Regions from separate parts of the Zea mays genome. Here regions 2 and 3 are each linked to region 1. Evidence: chromatin contacts called from public Hi-C data. All regions are on one chromosome and are shown on one strand. The core of a region is the stretch at or near the end of the contact, and the rest is flanking DNA. Distances in the headings are between cores, read along the strand shown.

Evidence for each region. A called contact is a pair of places that touch in the nucleus more often than the background predicts.
Region 2: a Hi-C map of tassel shows a contact between it and region 1, with 3 times the contacts expected there. The contact joins the promoter of LOC100383433 here to the promoter of LOC100192820 in region 1. A contact is called at or near these places in 3 of 25 Hi-C or Micro-C datasets (ear, leaf and tassel).
Region 3: a Hi-C map of tassel shows a contact between it and region 1, with 2.6 times the contacts expected there. The contact joins the promoter of LOC100273175 here to the promoter of LOC100192820 in region 1. A contact is called at or near these places in 3 of 25 Hi-C or Micro-C datasets (ear, endosperm and tassel).

Annotation. Positions count from the first base shown.
Region 1 is chr9:100,743,349-100,747,439 of Zm-B73-REFERENCE-NAM-5.0, reverse strand. LOC100192820 reads right to left here and starts at 2,213. Exons shown (of 8, transcript NM_001138011.1): 1 at 1,941-2,213. The coding sequence starts at 2,088.
Region 2 is chr9:100,099,909-100,104,102 of Zm-B73-REFERENCE-NAM-5.0, reverse strand. LOC100383433 (Phox (PX) domain-containing protein) reads right to left here and starts at 2,527. Exons shown (of 10, transcript NM_001176083.1): 1 at 2,190-2,527; 2 at 1,066-1,194; 3 at 195-293. The coding sequence starts at 2,309.
Region 3 is chr9:101,546,448-101,550,258 of Zm-B73-REFERENCE-NAM-5.0, reverse strand. It overlaps LOC100273175, which reads right to left and starts at 2,137. Exons shown (of 4, transcript NM_001147620.1): 1 at 1,864-2,137; 2 at 584-841; 3 at 130-333. The coding sequence starts at 2,124.

The DNA.
Region 1 (4,091 bases), core at 964-3,463:
TCAACAAAACTGATGAATATAACAAATTCAGTAAGAAAAATAGTAGACCTATATGTTAGGGGCAGGCATTGGTGGCATTTTTCTCAATAGTCAACATACAAGTTGTTTGAAATTGTAGGCCTCGATGAATATTACGTGGTTCGCTATACAGTCTCATATATGAACAACCACAAGAAAACAGTCGCTGACGTTTAGGATGACAACGAAGCAGTATTAGCCGCGCGCCAGGACGATAAAGTTGTTGGTCAAAGTATGTACTAGACACTATAATGTCATCATGTTTGTATAGCCGAGACGGTCAGAGAATATATAAGCATCATCATCATCTCATTCGAAATCCAGACGAATAAAATAACTTCTTAGGAAGCTGGTCTAGCTAGTTCCCAAAACCATCCAGGTTATAGATTTTCCAACTTTTGTCAAATGCAAGATCAGATTGCACCACCTATCATCGAGCTAATGGAAAACATATATGGATCACCTAGTTTTGCGTTCGAGCCAAGAGCTAGGGGGAGCTGAACGGATTGAGTCAAGAGTTTCATTCTCCATGGATCTCTCTCTAATTCTTTTGTCATCAAACCAGTCCACTAGTTGACGCCGTGACTCTTGTAAACAAAAAAAAAGTAATAATAATAAACATACACATGTAATGAAGAAAAATAAGTTACACCGTACCAATGCACGTAGCTTCATCAACTCATGGATTTAATTTATGAGACATAGAAGGTTGAATAATAACTCATGCATGCCGCTAGAAATAAACACCATTAATAACTATAGCTCCGTCCGTTACAGATACGGAGCTGGAATTAACTACACTTTCTCATATAAAGCTAGACCGCCCATGACTGAAGCCCCAACACAATTCCTATGCTCAAAACTGTTTTGGAGAAACAATGGCGCCCAAGCGAACCACCTTCAGTGTTGTCCTCCTGATCGCCATCGCCGTGGCCGTGGCGTCCATGCTGTCCGCGCATGCCACTCGCACCCTGCGGCAGGAGGACGTGAACCTACCGGTGCGTGTGGCCTCTTCTTCTTCGCCGACGACGTGCGTCACCTTCTTCGACGACGCCCCGGCAGAAGAGATGGAGGCGGACGGTCCTAGTCCTGCGGCGCCCGGGCCTGACGATGCGTGGAACTACGATGATGATAAAACACCTATAACGGGACCATTATTATTATAGACAGTCACTCTTTTATCATATAGTTTTGACAGCGACGAACACGGCCGGGTGTGTCCAGCATATATGAACTGGTGCTGTATTTGTTATATGCTGCGTCAACCATGTAAGCTAGCGTTCAAATAAATGTCGAGCACACGACCACACGTGATCATTCAACATCAACAAAATGGGGGACTCTCAGCATTGTCAACTGAGCCAAGAAGGAATCCACCACCCAAAATCCCTGCCAGAGAGCACCAAACAACAATGATTCACTGACTACTAATTCACAGCATTTTTTCAATAAAAACACAAGGTTTGGTTTTTATGTGCTCTTCGTCACATGAACTAATTTGCACGCATATCTAATTCTAAGCATACTCCAACCAGGCTAATTGCTTCATGCTTGTGCACCACTTCCACACATCCCAGACCTTTTTAGATAATGGAATAATTATCTTAGCATCTGTATCACAAGATGAACATAGCCAAACCTAGATGCAAGGAAAATGATAGCGCATAATAGATTATTAAGCAAATAAAATCGTCAGCAAATACAAGCCACTGTAACGCTCCAATTTCCAACTGTATCGTTTGTGTCAAAACGGCCAGATTAAACATACATGCCCAAACATCGTCCATACCGCAATACTGATATTTTCCTCGCTCAACATCATTCGAGACACGAAAACAAAATACAGTAATACTAATACCATCAACGCAATGATGAGCTTTTTTTAGTAAAAAAAAAGAGGGTTTGAGCAAGAAGCTGCTTACTGTCGAGGTCGGGAATGCCCGAGGAGACGAAAGAAGCACCGTTCGGGCCAATCTTAACGCCAGCAGAGCCGGATGAGGACGCCACCAGTTTAGATGTGGCGCGGGAGAAGCTGCTCCGGCCAAGGGTTCGGCCACCGGCGGCGGACATGATGGCGGCTGCGATGGATTCTTGGAGAGGTTTCGGATTCGTTTCTTCTTTGTCGTCCTTGGCCCTACTTGCGGTAGACGCGTAGGGCCTGATACGGCCAATTTTGCAAGTTAGTTTTGGGCCAAATCCATTTAGGTCCTGTTTAGTTGGCCCTTTAGGGCTATTTGTCCTTCTAAATGCTAGAAGCTCGACGACCAGAAGCTGTTTTCAGAAGTTACTCTTTTAGAAGTCCCTTTTTAGCTATAAAAAAAGAAGTCCCTTTTTAAGTACATGTTTTTAGCTTTCTAATTTTTTAAATGAGTGAAACAAAGAAATATTCCACATTTGTTTTAATAGAGATAAAGACAAAGATTTACACTTGTTTGAATCAAACAAGTTTTAGCATTCTCATAACTTACACCTACAACAACTTTTTATAGCTTATAGTTATAGTTTTTCTTTCACCGCCACGACTTAACAAAATAGCCCTTATACAATGAGCAGACAAAGTGCTAACGCCAAACTCATCTCAACCCAATCACTATATATAAATATTTGATATATTTTTAGAATAAATAGACAAATAGAGCACGCTTGACCAGAGCATGGTAACATAGATTTTCCAACTTTGTCAAATGCAAGATTAGATTGCTTTGCAACTATTTTGGATCCTAGAAAAAAACTTGATGGGTTACAAACTGCTTTAGAAGGAATTGGCGACTTGCTAGATATGGACTATTCATATGCTTTCAATCATGTGAAAGATGAATTATTTCGTGTTTTTGGCTTTTATTATAACAAATATGGTGAAAGTGATGTTGCAGGAACAACGACTGAACATGACATAGAACATTCAGATAGTTCTTTGACAGCTCACTTATGGAAGAGATCTAAGGGGAAAGAATCTGCTAACTCTACAACAAATCAAAGGTGGAATCCTAATGCTGAATTGAATCATTATCTATCTACTAACTTTGCAGCGACTGATCGCACCTTGAAGGGTGATAAGGTAAAATTACTTGATGGTGGAGGGAACACAAGTATAGTTTTCCAGTATTATCTCATTTTGCTAGAGATATTCTTCTTGTTCCTGTTTCGACGGTTTCCTCTGAAGCAACATTTAGCACAGTGGGTAGAATTATTGAAGAAAGGAGGTCCTCTCTTTCACCTGAGACAGTGGAGGCCATTACCTGCCTTAAGGATTGGAAAAGAGCATATGATAGAAAGCAACATCAACTTGAAGATCCTGAGGTTGAACAAGCTTTTGCTGATTTCAGCCATGATTAGTGTTACTTTTATCTAGTTCATGTGGACTGTTATTGTAATATGGACTGGACATTAAAATTTTTTCCGATCTGTACTCTTTTCCTTACAGAGGGAGCCCCACACTGGGTTGTAAGGTTTTTAACGAGGCAGATCGAGGAATAAAAAACATTTTCCCTCTAAAATTTGTTTGTGTTGTCTAATTTATTGTAACTGTTTATTTAAATAAATGACTTGTTTATGTATTTTAACTGTTTTTAATTGGACTGTTGTTTATGTTGCCTGAGAGGTTTGGACTTGTTTCTGTATCTGACCTAGTCATATGATGATTAATTGCGGGCCGGGTCTGGGCCAGCACAGCCCAATGTAAGCCCGTCGTGCTTTAGAGCCGTGTTGAGCCTACGTTTTAGGAGGTCAGCACGTTTTGGCCCGGCTCGAAAGAAATTTATGCTAGCACGACCCAAAGTATTTAAGCCTAAAGCACGATGGCCCGGCCCGGCCTAACTTGCAGGACTAGCTGGACGGATTGAGTCAACGAGTTGTTTCCTCCGTAGATCCCTACTGAGTGCTAGTTGGCGTCGTTACTCTTATGAACAAAAAAAGTAGGAACAATTGGATCTATACCATTAAAAGATCCAAACTTTAGATATATACCATGGACCCCACATGTCATTGACTCATGTGGACCCACATGTAAGTGAGATAGTAATGGTATGGATTCAAAGTGGTGATCTTTTAATGGTATGGATCCAAATTTCCCA
Region 2 (4,194 bases), core at 1,278-3,777, 640 kb after region 1:
TAAACCATAGAACAAGTGCACATCCATAGCTATTATTATTTCTAACTAACAATTGTGCCCTCAGATAATGTGAGCACATTTTGAGTTACCGGAAGAAAAATATTGCAACTTGCAAGTTAAGGATGCTCAGTATTTGAAAGAGAAAATGGCAACAATTGGGATATCTGAATTCTGAAACAAATGCCTCAACTTACATCAGAAGATAGCTTCAGAAAGTCACTAAACCTTCTGAGGATTCCATGGATAGAGCTAAAGCCTTCTGAAGATTGTATACCAACATGTATCCTGTAAAACTGTCCTTTATGGGCATTAAATTTAGATACAGGAAAACAATAATGGCAAAGTTTACATAATTCAAAACCAAGATCCCATGATACAATGATGAGTGCTTTTTTTCCTGTGATTGCAACTAATCCCATTACTCACAAAAAAAGAATGACGGAACATGCAATACATTGGTATTCCAAAATATAGTTGATAACATTAAGATGTCTAAACACTATAAATGAAGATGTCCTTAAAAGAAAATTTTTATTTTTTGGGCGTCATAAATGTGGAATAGTTTTTTTTTGTCCATTTTCTATTTGTTGTAGGTACATAAAAAATTATTTGTTGTATAACAAGGAGAATACCTGAAACACTGCATTTTCCAATTGGCATATGTTATGCAACTAAAATGAATGTATTCAAGTAATCGATGGGATAGATAGACAAAGCTGCGAAAGGGCCTCTAGCTGAGTTGGCTAGGTGGTCTAAGTAGCACTCCTCAGGTCCTAGGTTCGACTCCCCGTGGGAGCGAATTTCAGGCTGTGGTTAAAAAAAAATCATCTCGTCTGTCCCACGCCAAGGCACAGGTCTAAGGCTAAGCCCCGGTCGTGGTTGTTCTCACATGGGCTTCGGAGCCGCTATGTATGGGTGGGTAGAGGTTCAGGGGTTTTCTCGACCTGTGTGAGAAGGTCTTCTTCTTAAAAAAAATACCTGGGGGCTGTCTTACCCCCCGCAGGTCGAGTTTTTTTAGATAGACAAAGGTGGGAGAAATAAAAAAAGCATAAAAATAACACTTACAACGACAGATTTCAAAAAGCTATCGGCTGTGACACCAGTTTCAGGTGTTTGGGTGATCCAAGAAGGCATCATCACACAGTAACTCCAACCTGTTTGAGGGTTGTGTGGCCATATGGTGTTCCTTCCCTCCTGTATGCAGTCAATAAGCAATGAGCCTGTGAGATGTATTGACCAATGGATAGTTTCAGAGTTGTGTGGAAACAAATACTACAGTGAGTAGATGAAATGTTTCTTGTTAGAACACGGGCAGCTTTTCATGGAAATTCTGCCACATATGCATGCATCAGTGAATTTTGCCCAATAGGCATGCAGAATTATTTCAGGCAGAAGTAGTGACCATTGGGACAGCATTGGAAGAAATTAAAATGATAACACGAAAAGGATCAAAACATCAAGCAGCTAAATTACAACTGGCACCTATATTCCAGGTAAGCAAAGCTACACTCAAGACTCCACAGAAGAGAAGACACAAGACACCTACTTATTAACAAGGCAATCAATATTTTGAAGCTGGGTACATCTGATTTTTTTCAAGACCACTCAGCAGAAGTACACCATGAAACTCATAATCAACTCCTTGCAAGAGAAACATAATACAAAATCCTAGTAAAGTGAACAAGAAAAATGGAATCGACTCATCCAATCCCACTGTGTAAACTAACGTGTCAAGTCCCTATTCTACTGTTTGCCAGTTAAACAGGAGAAATCTAACACCCTAATCGAAGGAAAGCTCTAAGTTACTGAATCAGCAACCATGCACAACGGGTCGCTCTACTTTGGCGAATTTTACTGCAGATCCTAACGCACACATTTGATACCTGGACCCAATACTAGCACGCGCTACTCAGCTGCAGCAAAATCCAGGTCGAAAACGCCTGCCCACGATCGACAACCCCCAATACACTAAAACACATCTACGTCCCCAGAACGGACTGAACCAGCATCAAATCTAGCCCTTGAGGTGGGATCGCCGGTCTCCCCAGCAGGTAGCAACGTAGCTGGCGGGGCACGCATCTGCCTCCGAGATCATAGCGGTGCATGGATCAAGACGAGCCGGACGGTGCACCTCGACGGGGTTGGGTAGTAGAGATGCGAGAGGGGGGTCGCGGGCGGCGGGCGCTTACCCATCTCTTCGGGGGAGGGCTCCAGTCCATGCCGAGAGGCAGCGGCGAGGTACCGTCGTGGCGGTGCTTCGGAGGGCTCGGCGCCTTCCTGCGCGATCCCGCCGCCGCCGACGTTGCCATCGCCGCCGGTCCGACGTCACCCGCGGGGCACGGTGGTGGTGGGATCGGGGCGGACGAATCTGCCAAGGCGTCGCGCCGACGATTCTAGTCTCCCTACTACTGGGCTGGAAATTAGAGGGAAGCGAGGGGAGCTGAGGCGGACGCGGTGGCGGTCGGGCGGACGCTCCCGCGGTCGCATCAAACTGTCAACGCCAGGCAAGGCAGCGACCGCCCTTGGCCGTCCCCTGCCACGGTTGGTTCCGCCGCGGTGGTGCAGAAATTTGGATTTTCTTCTACAAGGCGCTTCGCATTTTGAGAGATTCTGATATTTGTCATCAGCAACAAACAGGTTTGTAAAATTGCCATCAGATCCACATTTCATAGACACAGCTGGACCCACAATTCATAGACACAGTGGTAATTATAACAAGAAGACAACGTTGTGAGTGGCAAAAATCCAATTATATTCTATTGGTATACTAACTTCGTAGAAATAGAATTCAAAATATATTCTATTTTTCTATATACTCATTCCGTTATTTTTTACCGTGGGCTGAGAGCACGCGTCCACGGTGGTCTACACCGCCTCCGCTCCGGTATGTGCGATTCCTGCACTCTTTGCTCTCCCTCCCTCCTCGCTCCGCTACATCCCCCACAGTCCACACCACTCGTCTCTCCTCTGGCTAAGTTCTTATCTCTACTAACTATTAAGAGCTTAATGTAGACCACATCCGTGCCCCCGCTCCATCCTCTACATGCATGCATGCAATCCTCTGCGTTCCCGTGCGTGGCCACGCATGCAACCGGCCTCAGTCTGCATGCAATCCTCTGCTGGCGTCTGCGGCGTCCCCGTGCGTGGCCACACATGCAGCCGGTCCCAGTCTGCATGCAACCACTAAACCCACACACGAATCACGCATGCAAGTATGCAACTAAATTGGTGCATGCAACCATGCATGCAAACGCCTTCGCTCCATGCAAAGCTTGCATGTGCACAGTCGTGCAAGTATGTAAATGTGAATGTCATTTGAATCATGGTTGTTTGCTTTAAACTCACATCTGTCTAGCCAACATGACACACACATTTTTCGTTTTATAATTTATAATCAAGTATAATATAGAGTTTTATAAAAAAATAGGGGAAAATTAAAACCGGGTCGTGTTCCGGCCAACCATGATACTTTTTACGTGAGTTTGCTACCTCGATGCGCTGTATGATTTTCTTTGCGTTTAATATCAATTATAACTATGATAACTAATTTTTATTCGTTTTGTACCAAAAATATAGATTGGTCAAGTCGTTTAGTAAAACAACATATCATACATACTTGCAAATTGTTTTCACGTCATAATGAAATATATATCCATATGCAAATTAGCAAGTCAATTTTTAGAATAGTTCATAGCCATCGGTTCAGAACTTTATGCGAAAGAATGTTGGCTCTATGTCTGCTTATACGAAAGAATATTGTCTCTTCCCTTTCCTATAGGAGGGTGAAATAAGTTTTACTAGCAGCGTCGTACCGGAGGTGCCAGTAGCCTCAGTGTGCCAGTCGCTTCTCAAGATGGCCTCACTGGCAGCAAAATATTCTCTGATGAGTTGACTCGCATGCTTGACTGGGATTGTACTTTATCTCTTCTGTCAGCTAAGCTCTGGTGAATTCCTCCGGCATCAACGTTAGCACGATGGTTCGTCCAACCGAGCATGTCCCCGATTCACAAAACTATATAGTTGGGAACCTCATAGGTAGATTCATAGTAGTTAACAGTTTGCTTAAACAAACTGACGTGGTTGTTTGATCTACGCAAAAGATGGCACTGGTTGTTGGTTTTAATAGTGAAATGTCATCCTAACCATTTAACTAGCTATGTCCAACATATTATGTATTTATTTCTCTAAATATTG
Region 3 (3,811 bases), core at 888-3,387, 800 kb before region 1:
TTCATGTGAAGATAATCTATGCCTGACTACACAGAACAAACTTCCCCATTCGAAAAAAAGGGCACGAAACACCCACACAAGCTATTCTTTACAGTAAATTAAACACACATGGCAAAAACAGCGGCATACCTGAACAAGGAAGATATCTAAAGCAAGAACGGGACTCTGTCCAGGTGGTATCCCCTGGTAGTAGGGCACTAATGAGGTAGTCAGTGCCTTGCCTACCAAAGCACCTACAGTTGCCTGCAGGCCCAGAACTGCAGCAGCCATTCCAACAACGTTAAGCACGATACTGTTTCTCAGATTATTGACCACATCGGCACGTGGAGGAGCCTGAAAGAGGAGAAAACGATTTTAGTTCTTTTTTTTTTTTGTCTCGGAAGCGTGTCCAGAGCATTTTAGCAAGAGCACCACACAGAAGTAAGATAACAGAATTGTGTAGAAGTTTTCACACGAAGCGGCTGTAAACAGGTGGAAGATGGTGCTAATACCATAGGCTACACAACAGAACCATTTTGTTCCATAGAGAAAAAAAAAGAAAATGATGCTGCAGCCCTACAACTATTCTAAGCGATAGAAGTACCTTAGAAGGATCGTTTGCTGTTCTCTTAAGCCTTTCAGAAAGGCGGATGTAACCAAATGACCGGAAGACGCAGATGAAGGCCACGACGATGCCAACCGCAGTCGCACTGAATGTGAAGGGAGCTGTTACATTCCCTGTAGCGACCGCAGAGAACGACAGGATCCCGGCCGAAACGACCGTACACACCAACTGGGACCAGAACCCCAGGGTGCCCACATTCTTGAAATGCCGTGCTGTTTTCTCTAGCTTTTTGCTAACCTGCAAAAGAAAGGTAATCACTGATTGGCTATATACTTGAGAATCATAGCGTGCTTAGTAAATGTACGTTGGGGGGGACACGAGTGTTGGAATCGTAGCATGCATGCTGGGAGCAGGAGTTCTGGAAGTCCCCAGTAACTATATGATGGAGGAAAATAGCTTACGTGCATGACAATCTAGAAAGACCACCATGTTAAAGTTTACTTAGGAAACTACTCTGTTAAAGTTTGACAATTTAACCAAGTCGCTCTATGCTAACAGTCGAGTGACAGAAGACGGTACCTCCTAGCTAACACGAGTGTTGGACTGTTGGTAGATCCCAGTACCTAGGTGATGGAGAAAAATAGCTGGGGTGCCTAAAAATTTAGAAAGGTAACCGTGTTGAAGTTTATCTAGGAAACACAACTCTCTTGAAGTTGAAGGTCACCATGTCGAAGTTTATTTAGGAAACAACTCTCTTGAAGCTTGACAATTTAACCAAGTTACTATAGGATAAGAGTCAAGTAACACAAGGTAGCACCTCTAGCTAACACATGGATATTGGCAAATGTTACAGTAAGTCAGTAACACAACTTCAGAAATCATGAACAAAAGATATCACAGTTTACATGAGATTTTGGTAGAACTAATAAATGTGGTTTCTGAATATGGTAAAACTAAACGATATCACACCTCTTCTGATAAATGGACTAAGGCAATGTATCAAGGATGACAAATATGGTTAATACTGATCGAATGCTAAGCAGCTAAGGTGTGCCACTTCATTCAATCACACCAGACCACAGAAGGCATTTGGTTGCTTCTGTCTTCCTCCAAAGGAGTAGCAGAATAAGAAACTACCACGGCATTGCTTACATTTTCTTTCCTTGCGCATTCGCTGATGTGCTCTACTAGCTCACTCAAATAGTCAAAATACTGGAGAACCTCGTCGCCCAATTGGCAGAAACAACGAGCACGTGGTTGCAAGAATCTCAATCTCCAGACTCCAGGACGCTTGACTAACACTCTATGGCTGTCCTTACCTGAGCCAGCTTGGCGCGTTCGGCCTCGGCCTCCGCGGAGAGAGGGCTGGGGTCAGGAGGACCGGATGCCGCCGCCCCAGCCTCTGGAGCCGCGGCGGCGAGGTGGCGCGGCAAAGAGATTCGGCCGGCGGAATAGAATGAGGTACCACCGACAGCAGCCCCACGACTGGGAGCGGAGAAGTGGGGCTTCGGCGCCGGCCGCCGCCTCAGCGTCGGGAGGGGCGGCCTTGGTGGCGCCGGGGAGAGGTGGAGCGACCGCATTTTGTGATTTGTGTTGTGTGGCGTTCGGGCGGTTACCGGTCACGCGGGTTTTCCACTCATTCTTTGCTTGGGTAGTGCGGGTTACAAAAAGATTCGACGATTAAGGACATTTTCCATATATATATATATATATATATATATATATATATATATATATATATATATATATATTGTAAGGACTTGTTTGAAAATTTAAATTTTTTTCAGGATTCTTGGGAAGGATTCTTAGATTAAGTAAAAAATTAGCTCATTTTTTACTCAAACCCTGAGAATCTATAAGAGGATTTAAGTTTTTAAACTAGCCATAAGCCCATAACAGTACCTCTCCGTTTAGATGTCAATATTGAAGGACATAAAATTGAATTGAGTTCTATACCGAATCAGTCATAGTATTGAAATAAAATGTAATTTCAATTCTATTGTTTAGATGTCACTGAATTGAAATTTAGAATGGTCTAATTCCACTCAATTTTAAGGGGTGATGCTTTGTATCGAGAGAGAGTTTCTAGTCCAAATCCAGAGAATTGGTCTCTGATTTCGAATCTCAATTCTATGTGCAACCAAATAATAGAATTAAAAAAACTGATTCTAATTTTCAATTTTGTGTTCCAATATCTACGTCTAAACGGGGCTATACAAATTTAGGTCCAAAAAGTTCATAATTTGGAGAGGAAAAGAACACACTGAATCATGTGAAGCTTTTAGCAGTGAAAGAAGAAATTTCAGAATGAAAAAAATGCGACGACCTTGGCTATCAAACTATATATCAGAACTTCACAGAATCTGTTGTTTATAATATGCTTTTCAGAACGGAAATAAGAAATAGTTTCCCCAAGCTAGGATTCTAGGTATTAGAAGTTTTCTACAAATGACTTTACCTATACAGGTACGTGATTAGGAAAACAGTATGTTTCTATAATTCTATATTGTCTCCATTGAACTTGACTATTGATATCTGACCAGCAATGGTTTTTTTTCTTAAACGTATAATCACGTAACATGAAAATAGTATAAATATATATACCTCCTCCGTTTCAAAACAACTGCGCTGTTAGCATTTAAAATCTGAACCACAAAGAGAGCGTATTTAGCTTATGGATCACCTAAAGCTATCATATCTCTTATCCGATCTCATATTTTAAACTTCTCTCTATAAATAGTGTTAAATAATATCATCATCTACAGTTCCGTGTTACCTATTTTTCACACTCCACTGAAGACAGTGTTTCCATACGAAGAGTTTATATCTCCTGTCACATCACGTCCTATTAACTATCGATCATGCTATTGATCATTGTCATCTTTTAACTATCCAACGTGAACCAACGTTTGTAGCCTCTTCTCTTGTACACCTCCAACGGGATTCGATTTATCTCTGATACAGGCAGAGGTTTAATCGGATCGCATTCAAACAAATATTGTTGTACTATATTTGTTTTTATATTTTCTCTTGGATTTGGACCGTATATTGAGTTGTGTCGCAAGATTTGAATGGATATTGATATCTTAAATATCCAACTTTAAATATACAGACATATATATAAATCAGATACGGATCGGATACAGAATACCTGGACTCGAATACGAATTAGATATTAGCCTTCTTTGATGGATCAAATTCTTTGTTTTTTTATATAGGGGGGGGAGCCCTCTGACAAACGGTGGCGCCAAATTTTCAGATCATGTA